Regions from separate parts of the Mus musculus genome. Here regions 1 and 2 are each linked to region 3. Evidence: chromatin contacts called from public HiChIP or PLAC-seq data. All regions are on one chromosome and are shown on one strand. The core of a region is the stretch at or near the end of the contact, and the rest is flanking DNA. Distances in the headings are between cores, read along the strand shown. Region 1 holds the start of G3bp1 (GTPase activating protein (SH3 domain) binding protein 1). Region 2 holds the start of Sparc (secreted acidic cysteine rich glycoprotein). Region 3 overlaps Fat2 (FAT atypical cadherin 2).

Evidence for each region. HiChIP or PLAC-seq counts read pairs in DNA pulled down with a chosen protein or histone mark.
Region 1: an HNF4G HiChIP or PLAC-seq map of pancreatic cancer cells shows a contact between it and region 3. The contact joins the promoter of G3bp1 here to the enhancer-like site in region 3. A contact is called at or near these places in 2 of 39 promoter capture datasets (cranial neural crest and hippocampal neurons), 1 of 484 Hi-C or Micro-C datasets (pancreatic cancer cells), 2 of 115 datasets of contacts at active chromatin or transcription factors (bone marrow-derived macrophages and pancreatic cancer cells) and 1 of 9 other capture datasets (pancreatic islet).
Region 2: a contact with region 3 is called in a FOXA1 HiChIP or PLAC-seq map of pancreatic cancer cells. The contact joins the promoter of Sparc here to the enhancer-like site in region 3. A contact is called at or near these places in 1 of 39 promoter capture datasets (HPC-7-derived erythroid cells), 1 of 484 Hi-C or Micro-C datasets (bone marrow-derived macrophages), 1 of 115 datasets of contacts at active chromatin or transcription factors (pancreatic cancer cells) and 1 of 9 other capture datasets (pancreatic islet).

Annotation. Positions count from the first base shown.
Region 1 is chr11:55,468,296-55,471,555 of GRCm38.p6, forward strand. It overlaps G3bp1 (GTPase activating protein (SH3 domain) binding protein 1), which reads left to right and starts at 1,457. Exons shown (of 12, transcript NM_013716.2): 1 at 1,457-1,506.
Region 2 is chr11:55,418,700-55,421,621 of GRCm38.p6, forward strand. Sparc (secreted acidic cysteine rich glycoprotein) reads right to left here and starts at 1,381. Exons shown (of 10, transcript NM_009242.5): 1 at 1,089-1,381.
Region 3 is chr11:55,273,562-55,276,379 of GRCm38.p6, forward strand. It overlaps Fat2 (FAT atypical cadherin 2), which reads right to left. Exons shown (of 23, transcript NM_001029988.2): 11 at 2,423-2,576. Among named protein-coding and RNA genes, the nearest start is that of Fat2, 37 kb to the right of the region's middle. Within about 2 kb of position 1,285, at least 21 of the 459 cell types and tissues checked have an H3K27ac peak or open chromatin away from gene starts, as enhancers often do. A contact at or near this core is called in pancreatic cancer cells, where this site is marked.

The sequences.
Region 1 (3,260 bases), core at 207-2,706, 190 kb after region 3:
TCGGTATTTAAGAGGTTAGGGCAGGAGGATGGCGAGTTCGAGATCAGCCTAGGGTATGGTAAATCCAGCTCAGCATAGGCTACAAGGGGAGACCTTGCCTCGAAAAGCCCTGAAACAAAACAAATTAATGCGAGTTTAGCTTGCTTTCAGGATTTCATGTCACTCAGAATGGCCTTGGACTCGTGTAGCTCAGGATGGCCTGGAATTCTCCCTGCCTCCAGGGAACACAGACTAGTCTAGTTTGTGTTTAGCATTTGGATCACAGCTCTTAATATAAAATGCTCATGGTGGCCAGAAGGCTCACAAAACCCCCCCGAGTTGGGGTCAGCAGCAGACTGAGGTACTACTATTTGGACCCTGGAGCCTTTATGGGGGAACCTTAGGCGTGTCTGCCTAGGAGTTGGGTAAAGTTCCCATTTCAGTTTGAAAAGCATGTGACAATGGCTGGTGGTGACGCATCCTATAACTTTCGCCAGCCAGAGGGTGATCAAAGATGGGATGTTGTCTCTGCAATCACAAGATTGGAAAACCTGAAAACGTCCAGGAGCCACCCGGGCACGCCAGCTTGGAAGCCACCCGGGAACAAGAGCATTCCCAAACGCCAGGGAGGCTGCCTCGCGGTATGCTCTGGGGTGCCGACCAAGCCAGTTTCGCTGTCCTCGGTCGCCACTGCATTCGTGCTGAGTAATGCTAAGGGTCAGCAGCTCCTGCTCTTCCGAAATGCATGCAAAAAAAGTTTTGATGCGAAGAGAAAAAAACCAAACCAAAAAAACAAAACCCGGGAAACTGTTACTTAGATCCCGGGTACCAGAGTCGCCTGGGAAGGCGGGAGACCGGTCCTCGAGGACAGGATTCAACCTAAGAGGAAGAGAAAGGAAAGGGAACGGAAGACGCAGCTAGTCCATCCTCTTAACCGCTCCAGAGGGCACGGCGGCCCTGGGGCTGCCTTTGGAGAGGGCCATCCCTCCCTGTCAATCAGCTCCATTCGGTGTTGCGATTGGCTGGGGGCTTCCTTGCTCCCCGCCCGCGCCTACCTCCTAGTTGCATGGGGTTTACTTCCCCAAAGTACACGGGCCCCACCTTGTGGATCAACCGCTCCTGCCTGGACAGTGGGTTTCCGCCCAGAAAAAGAAATGTAAGCCAATGAGAACGGGTGCATGCAACTATTGGCTTGTCTGAGTGTCGCTCTCAGTGCATCCCGCCCTCATTTTTATAGACCATCTGAGTATTGGCGAGGTTTCGTGTCCATCTGGGCTCTAGCTCCTTCAGTTATAGGCAGATGCGGCAGCCACTCAGGAGCTCGGCCTCTAGACAAAGACGCTGTCCAATCATAGCCAAGGGGCGCGGTGGCGAGGCGGCCATTGGTCCCTGCATGCGACCGGGAGCAGCAGGTTCGGCTGAGCGCGGCTATATAGCGGGCGGCGGGCACGCGTGCCGCGGCATCGCGCGAGGGACGCCGCCACCTCCTCCCACGTAGCAGCCCTGTCCTCCCGCTCAGCCGCGCAGGTACTTGGGCCCGCGGGTGGGGCTGATCGGATGCGGGCCGGGCATGAGCCGAGCTGCGGCCGCGAGCGGGGCGCCCCGGGAGACCGCGCGGCGCGTCCCCACCCCCACCAACGGCCGGCGCGGCCTCCTGCCTGCGCTTTAGGGCCCGCGCGTGGTCCACCGCACCAACGGCGGGCGTCACGCGTCTGGCCGGCCCTGCGTGCTCCACGCGCATTCTCTGGCGCGCGCCGGCTCTTCCGGATGGTATAGCTGGGCCTGGACCCTAAGGAAGCCTTCGGATATGGGGATGGGGGTTGGGGGAGCCCAAGCTGAGAGCGTGATCGCGCCTCCCAGGGTTGCAGAACGGAGGCGCGCGACCCCGGGTTCAAGGGCTCAGTGGTGCAGAGACAGCCACGCCAAGACGTGATCTCTCCAATCCCCCCACTGTTTCCCCCTGCACTATGCCGAGAGTTCCCTTTTTTCCCGCCCTTCCCGGTCACCTGGGTGCAATCAGGTAGGTCCAGTCAACAGGAGAACGAGGTGGAATCAAGGCCCTCTGTAGGGAAAGGACAGGCATCTGTGCAGGCTACGTGGCTGTGGGACACCATCGGCCACTGAGCTCTTGAATCTGAGGTGCAAACCCCAGTATAAGAAGTCCCGTGGTGGCATCTGCGAGCCAGTGGGGGACTCCAGAGAAGAGATTAGGAGTGGGGTTTTGAATGACAAAGGAAGACTTAGCTTTCTTCGCACTTACATAGATAGATAGATGCGCCTCCAAGTTAGCTTCTGGGAAAAATAGAGAAAAATACAGTGAGTGTAATGTAATCGAGTGTGCCTCTCAGCAGGTCCGAAACGCACCTCGAGGTAACGGGAAATTCCCGCCAACAGGAAGTCAAACTCTGACATTAGATCTTGACTCTTCAAGACCCCTTTTTAACTTAGAATGTTTTAGTTGTGAATCAGAACAAACTTAGATTAAAAAAACCTTTGTTTGAGAAGGTCGTAAGTCCAAGGAAACAAAGTGTTTAAATTCTTACAAGAGTTGAAGTTAAAGTTTGAAATTGGATAGGACCGGCCCGGGCTTCAGTGCAGAGGTGGAGCACTTGGCATGGAATACAGGAAGCCCCGGGTTCAGTCACCAGAGCCACAAAAATAAGTCACATCTGAAATTGCTGGGGAGAGGATGGTGTCCAGTGTCCAGTTATTGTGCAGTGGGTCACAGTCACCGATTGGGTTTGTTGGCAAGCACAGCCATTAGGTCTCCTGCCGAACCATCGATGATCAACTGCCTTTTTTAAAAATTCTTACTGTGGAGCCCTTCCTGGCCTGGAATTCAAGAGGATCTCAGAATCTTCTCGGTGCCAAGAGTTAAGGTGCCTCCACTAAGCCCAACCGAGTAATTTATTTTAGTACTTACTTGGTTTGACTTCTACGGGTTGCAAAGCTATTTTCAAGGATCTGTGGTCAGCCTATCTTTCTATGCTGAGGATTGCCTTTAACCCCTGGCTAGAAAGCACGTTAAATGGCAGATGTTTCACATCGAAGACTACAACAGAAGTTTCAGGACTAGTTCTTGAGGGGCACATCCTTGCAAAAAGTTAAAGACCACTGACATTTAACAAAGTGGCAACGAAGAACCAAACGCTGTGGGGATGCATGCTGAATTTAACTGCCTTGCTTCTGAATATAACATTGTTTCCTTGGAACGGGTTCTACTTAACCTGCACGGAGGGGTAGGCGAATGTTAGTAATTCATCACCTTTTAAAATAAGGCA
Region 2 (2,922 bases), core at 131-2,630, 150 kb after region 3:
AAGTCTTAGGGGAATTCGGGTACCCCAAAAGCTATCCCTCTTCCTTAGGACAGGAAGGCTACACTCAGGGGAGATGGCTATGTGAGATCGCCCACAAATTGCCTAAAGCTTGTTACCTCATGTAGGGTCCGCATCTCACTCCACTCCCTACACTAGGAAGGTTCTAGAAACTTAAAAGAGTTGTCAGTGGAGACACTCCCTCCCTGCAGGTGTGCTGTCTGTCCCTGAGGCAGATGCCTGATACCTGTTTGTCCCCCTTAGGTGAGGCTTATTTCCAGCCATTCTAGGAGTCACAGGAAGTTTACAGAACAGCTTGGAGCAGACAAGCTTTCAACAGGCTGAGTCTTGGATAGATTCAGTAGTAGCAAGAAAAGTGTCCTGGAGCTATATCTCTCTGTCTCCCTCCTCCCCATCACACCCTCCTCCCTGTCGTCTCTGGATTGTATCAAATTGTTGGCTTTCTCAGATGTCTAGATACGGTAGAAGCAATGTTAATGCCAGTGATGACCACCTCTCAGAATTAGGCTGGGAACAATGGCAACCCCAGGCTGGGAGAGACAATGGCATTTCAGACTGACTGAAATGCCACGGGGTGATGGGGTGGGGGTGGACAGAGATTGAAGGGACCAGAGCCTTCCCAGAGGAACTGACTAAAGGGAATGTCTTGCCTTGGCTGTTTACAGATCTGTTTATCCTTCTTGCAAAGTCCCATTTGGACAACAGTGCTCTGACCCAGAACTGGATGTCTGTTCTCCCAGAATAGGAAGCCAGACCCAACAGGCTGCCAGCCAGATTTTCTCTGGGTTGGCAGTCATGATGGGCAAATGAGGATCGGATTCTCAGAAAAGGAGGCAGCTGCCTCCGAGGGTGACAGAGGACAGACCAGTAGCCTCTGCCACCAGAGAACACAGAGAAAGCGGTCCCCGCAAACCATGGCTATTTTCTGCAGTGCTACAGAGACAACAAGTTCCCCTGTGAGTGAGCAACAGGTTTCCAGCTCACCTCCCCCTGAGACTGGTCATGGGGATGGGGCAGAGAGGAGATGATGAAGCTTACAGAAGGGCAGGGGCTGACAGGGAGGTGCATACCTCGGCACAGGCAGGCAGGCAGGCAGGCAGGCAGGCAGGCGGCAGAAGAGTTCTGGCGGTCTGAAGGGCTGCAGGAATGTGGAGGGGTTTAGAGGCGAGCAGCAGGAAGCCTCTTGGAGCTCTGGGCAGGGTCTGTCTCACCCTCCGCCTCCACTCAAAGGCCCTCCTCCTCCTCTGTCTCCTCCTTCCCCTGGCCTGCCTCCCCCTTCTCCCCAGAACCAAAGCTGTCTTTTCTTTCTCCCTTCCTTGCCTTGTGGTAGGCTGTGTGCTACCCAGACACCCTGGCCCCACCTGTCTCATCTGTTCTGGGGCTCCTGCCTAAACAGACATGAGGGTCAGGGCTGGAACAGCTGCTGGAATCACCTAGAACAGGCCAGGCCTTGTTCAGAGCCGAGGCTGCTGACTGAAGAGTCCTAGACATTAACCGAGAGAAGAGAGAGAGAGAGAGAGTCACAGAGGCACGGCTAAGCCCCTTGTCCTACTTTACACACAGCCAGCGAGTGAACTTGCCTGAGCACTCTCTTGGGCTTAGCAATGTACAGCAAGGCAGAGAGTGCACGCTGGCATGGCAGTGGGGGAGCAAAAGTACCCAGTTTTCTCAGTGCCAACAAAACAAGCTGCCACTGGTGATACTGGTGGCATCATCCTTGATAACGAGGCGAAGTCCCCTCTAGGTCTAGTGGCACCAACCACGGGTACGTGAAGGATTAGAACTAAGCTGGAAGACTTGCGCTGTCAGTACCTGACAAACTCAGAGCAATAATACTGATAGTCAGATCAGAAGCAATAGCAGGGTTGGTGGGGAAGCCACAGGCCTTTCATTTAGGTGTTGTTTGGTTTTGGAAGAGGTCGCACGTAGCCTGGGCTGACCACTCACTATGTAGCTGAGGATGACCTTGAACTATTGATCTTCCTACTTCTATCTACTTCCAGGGTGCTAGGATTACATGTGTGTGCTACCTACCATGACTATTTTATTTAGTGCTGAGGATTGACCTCGGGGCCGGGGGGGGGGCAGGGGGGGGTGTTAATGATTGTTAAGCAAGCATGCTACCAATGAAGCTGCATTTGCAGCCCAGACAGACACACCAGAAGAGGACATCGGACCCCATTACAGATGGTTGTGTGCCACCATGTGGTCGCTGGGAATTGAACTCAGGACCTCTGGAAGAGCAGTCAGTGCTCTTACCCGCTGAGCCATCTCTCCGGTCCCAAGAGGCCATTTTAATAACAGGGGCACAGGCTCACGCAGGGCAAACAGCTTACCCAGTAACACCTGACCAAAAGTGGTCTGAGAACGCTGAGTCTACATTTCAGCCCCACTCTTCTTTGGGGAACATGGACACTCCTCATCTATGCAGCAGCTCTTGACTGAACATTTTGGGCCTGCCTACCTGGGGAGGTACCAGAATAGACGTGGTGGCAGGAGTTTGGGGTGTGGCTAAAGGGATGCACCTCATGTGCAGAACCACTTCCTCAGTGATGCAGACCCCAAGGCTTCTCCCAGGGGGTCAGATCAGCAGAAACTTCCTGAAAGCGTAGATATCGAAGCAGCCATTGAGTTTGGATAACAGGGGACTGGAGAAGGTAAAAGAACAGTCTAGAGATAAGCTTATACACACCAGGATCCCTGCCTTCCCTGCCACGCCCTCATCTACCACACTCCTCCTGCTCTCCAGCCAAAGCAGTTTGGACTGGACCTTTCCTGAGCCTGGACCTTTCTCATCCTTCAGAACTCTATTCTAATGTCACCTCCTTAGATAAGCCCTCCTTGTCCACTCAACATATAAGTCTCCTTGCCTCTCTCACAGGAAGTAGACACCTCAACATCATC
Region 3 (2,818 bases), core at 35-2,534:
ATGTGATCTGAGCATTACTGTTTATGTCCACAGAAACTTTCAATATATATTATATAAAATAGAACATATACATTTATTATATATTTATATATGTGTAAATATATACAAATCCCACAGAATAATTAGCCCAGTGATAAAGATACATAATGTATATATGAATGTGGTCCCACATGCCTTTAATTCCAGTAACTAGGGAGGGAGAGACAGGTATATCTCTGTGAATTAAAAGTCAGCCTCATCTACATGCTGAGTTCCAGGACAGTCATAGCTTTTTTGAGAAACTGTCACAAAAAAAATAAAAATAAAATAAAACAAGAAAACCCCCAAACACATGTATAAAGATATTCTCTGAGGTATTGCTTATAATAGTGACATACTTAAATCACCCTATATGCTTTTCAAATAGAAATTGATTAATATGCTTTAGTTGTATAGTAAAGTAATATGTGATGTTTTCAGTTAGACACGAACTGGAATCACCTGAGAAAAGAGTCTTAATTAGGGGCTTTCCACACAAGGTTTACCTAGGGTCTTGTCTGTGGGGGATTTTCTTAAATTAACTGTGGGGAGACACGGCCTATTGTGGGAGGCACCATTCCCTAGGCAGGGGGTCCTGAACTGTGTGAGAGAGTGGGAGAAGGCCGACTGAGCACAAATGAGCATGTATGCATTCATCCCTCTCTGCTCTTGACTATAGACGTCAATATATAGCTGTTTATATATATATATATGTGTGTGTATATATATATCTGTTTGAATATATATAGCTGTTTGAAGTTCCTGCCTTGACGCCCCACAGTGATGTGAGCTGAAATAATAAACCCTTCCTACCCTCATTTTCTTTGCATTGGGGTACTTTATCACAGCCAGAGAAATGAAACTAAGAAAGTAGCATCAGGAATCACTAAAAACAACTTTACAGTCTTCCCTGCAAACACCTGCAAGCAATCACTAAGGGAGAACAGCAAATTTTCCATCAGAGAAACAATTACAGAGAGAGTTTGGAGGTCCACGGGAAGGCGAGCTGGTTGGCTACACCCTGAGTAGGCTTTGGTGAGGGATTATTGTGTAGGCTGCTTTCTGACTCCAGCTGGCTGCATACCTGTGGTGTTTTTAGACTTGTATACCGAGCGTGCATCATTTTCATATTCTGGAAAAAATGCCCAGTTTGTTTTTCTTTTAAGTCCTCATGGGAAGTCCTGCAGCTGAGCAAACAGTAGCAGAGAGAAGGCGAGCTTCCCAAGTCACTCAACATGCCGCTCTGGGGTCAGGAAGGACAATATGGTCTGGGATCCACCCAGGCAGCTTCCTGGGACATGGCTGTCACTGCCACCACCACCCCTCGCCACCTACCCTTCCCTACTCAAGAATCTCTGAGTCATCTTTGGAGCTATGGATTCAAGCCAAGGGTTGGCAGCTGGTCCCTGTGCCGGGCTGCCTCCGGCCACCTACTACCCACAGCGAGCAGCAGGACAAGGTCTTACCTGGGGGTATTGCTCATCCCTACCTCTCTGACCAACAGTCCTCCACAGTTCAGCCCTGGCATGGCTATTTGAGGTTCCCTTGTGGTGGCTTCTACTTCCTATCTATGTTTGGTCCCTTGCTGGTCTTATGACAATTTGTCCCATCTATTGAGTTCTTCCTTAGCCTGGGTCAGGCTTCCAGGAGCTTTACTGCTTGTGGTGTTTACTGAAGTCTTGGGCACCAGTGACCCAGTTTGCAATGTGCAAATCTTGAGATTGCACCAATTTTGGCCCTTACTAGTCTGAACCCTCCATTGGCTCAAAAGGGCATCAGCCCATCTGCCTTCAGGGCATCATCTTCTGTACTCTCTCTCTCCACTCTGTACACTCAGTCAGGTGTCTTCTTCCCCAAATATGACCCTTGAGGACATTCTCTCTCTACCTTCTTTGTCCTTCTCTGCCTTCCCTGAATGCTTGCCTAACTCCTATGTGAGCTCAAGACCACACAAAATGGCATTTGTTCAAAGAGGCTTTATTTAACCTGGCTCCTAAGCCTAAGTCAACTTCTGTCAACGTTGCTGTCTCCCCTCTACCCTTCTCCTCTTCTCCTATGTTTGTTTGTTTGGGGACAGATCTCATATTATAGCCCCAGCTAGTCTCGAACTCACTATGTAACTCAGGCTGGCCCTAAACTCTCGATTCTCCTCACTGAGAGTACAGGTGTGAACCTTTCATTGTTCCTAACTCAGCACACTGCCAGCCACTGACCCAACAATCACTTTTCCTCTTGGATTGATTATAAAGAACTGGATCTGAACTCACCCATCCTTTTCTTGCACCCCAGATACTGGTATCTACTAATGGGTAGACAGGTGGATGAGTGAATTCCTATTTCAAGGAAGAGCCCACCATGGCATGAGCACATGTTCTTGGCTTTGTCCCACAACTCAGAGATTTACCTGTGTGAGGGTCCAGCTTGAATTCCTGGGCCCCCGGTCCATGCAGAGAGTATGTGATCTGAGCATTGGTGTCCATGTCTACATCTATGGCAGAAACTTTCAAGATGAAGTGTCCGGGGGTGACGTCCTCACGGACCTTGCCAGTGTAGAGAAGCTGAAGACAGAAAGGTAAAAGAGGGAGTCTGAGGCAGAGTGTTTAGATCCAGACGTGGGGGAGGTGAGGTGGGAGGGCAAGAAGTGACTCAAGTGAAAACATACAGAGACGGGGAGGCAGAGAAGGGAGCAAAGAGGGAAAAGGAGATGGGGTAAAATGAGAGACCACCTGGGGTGACTCATTGGGTAATCCCAGTATTCAGTATTCCGAATCCCAAGCTCAGGTTCATTCCTTTTGGCTTC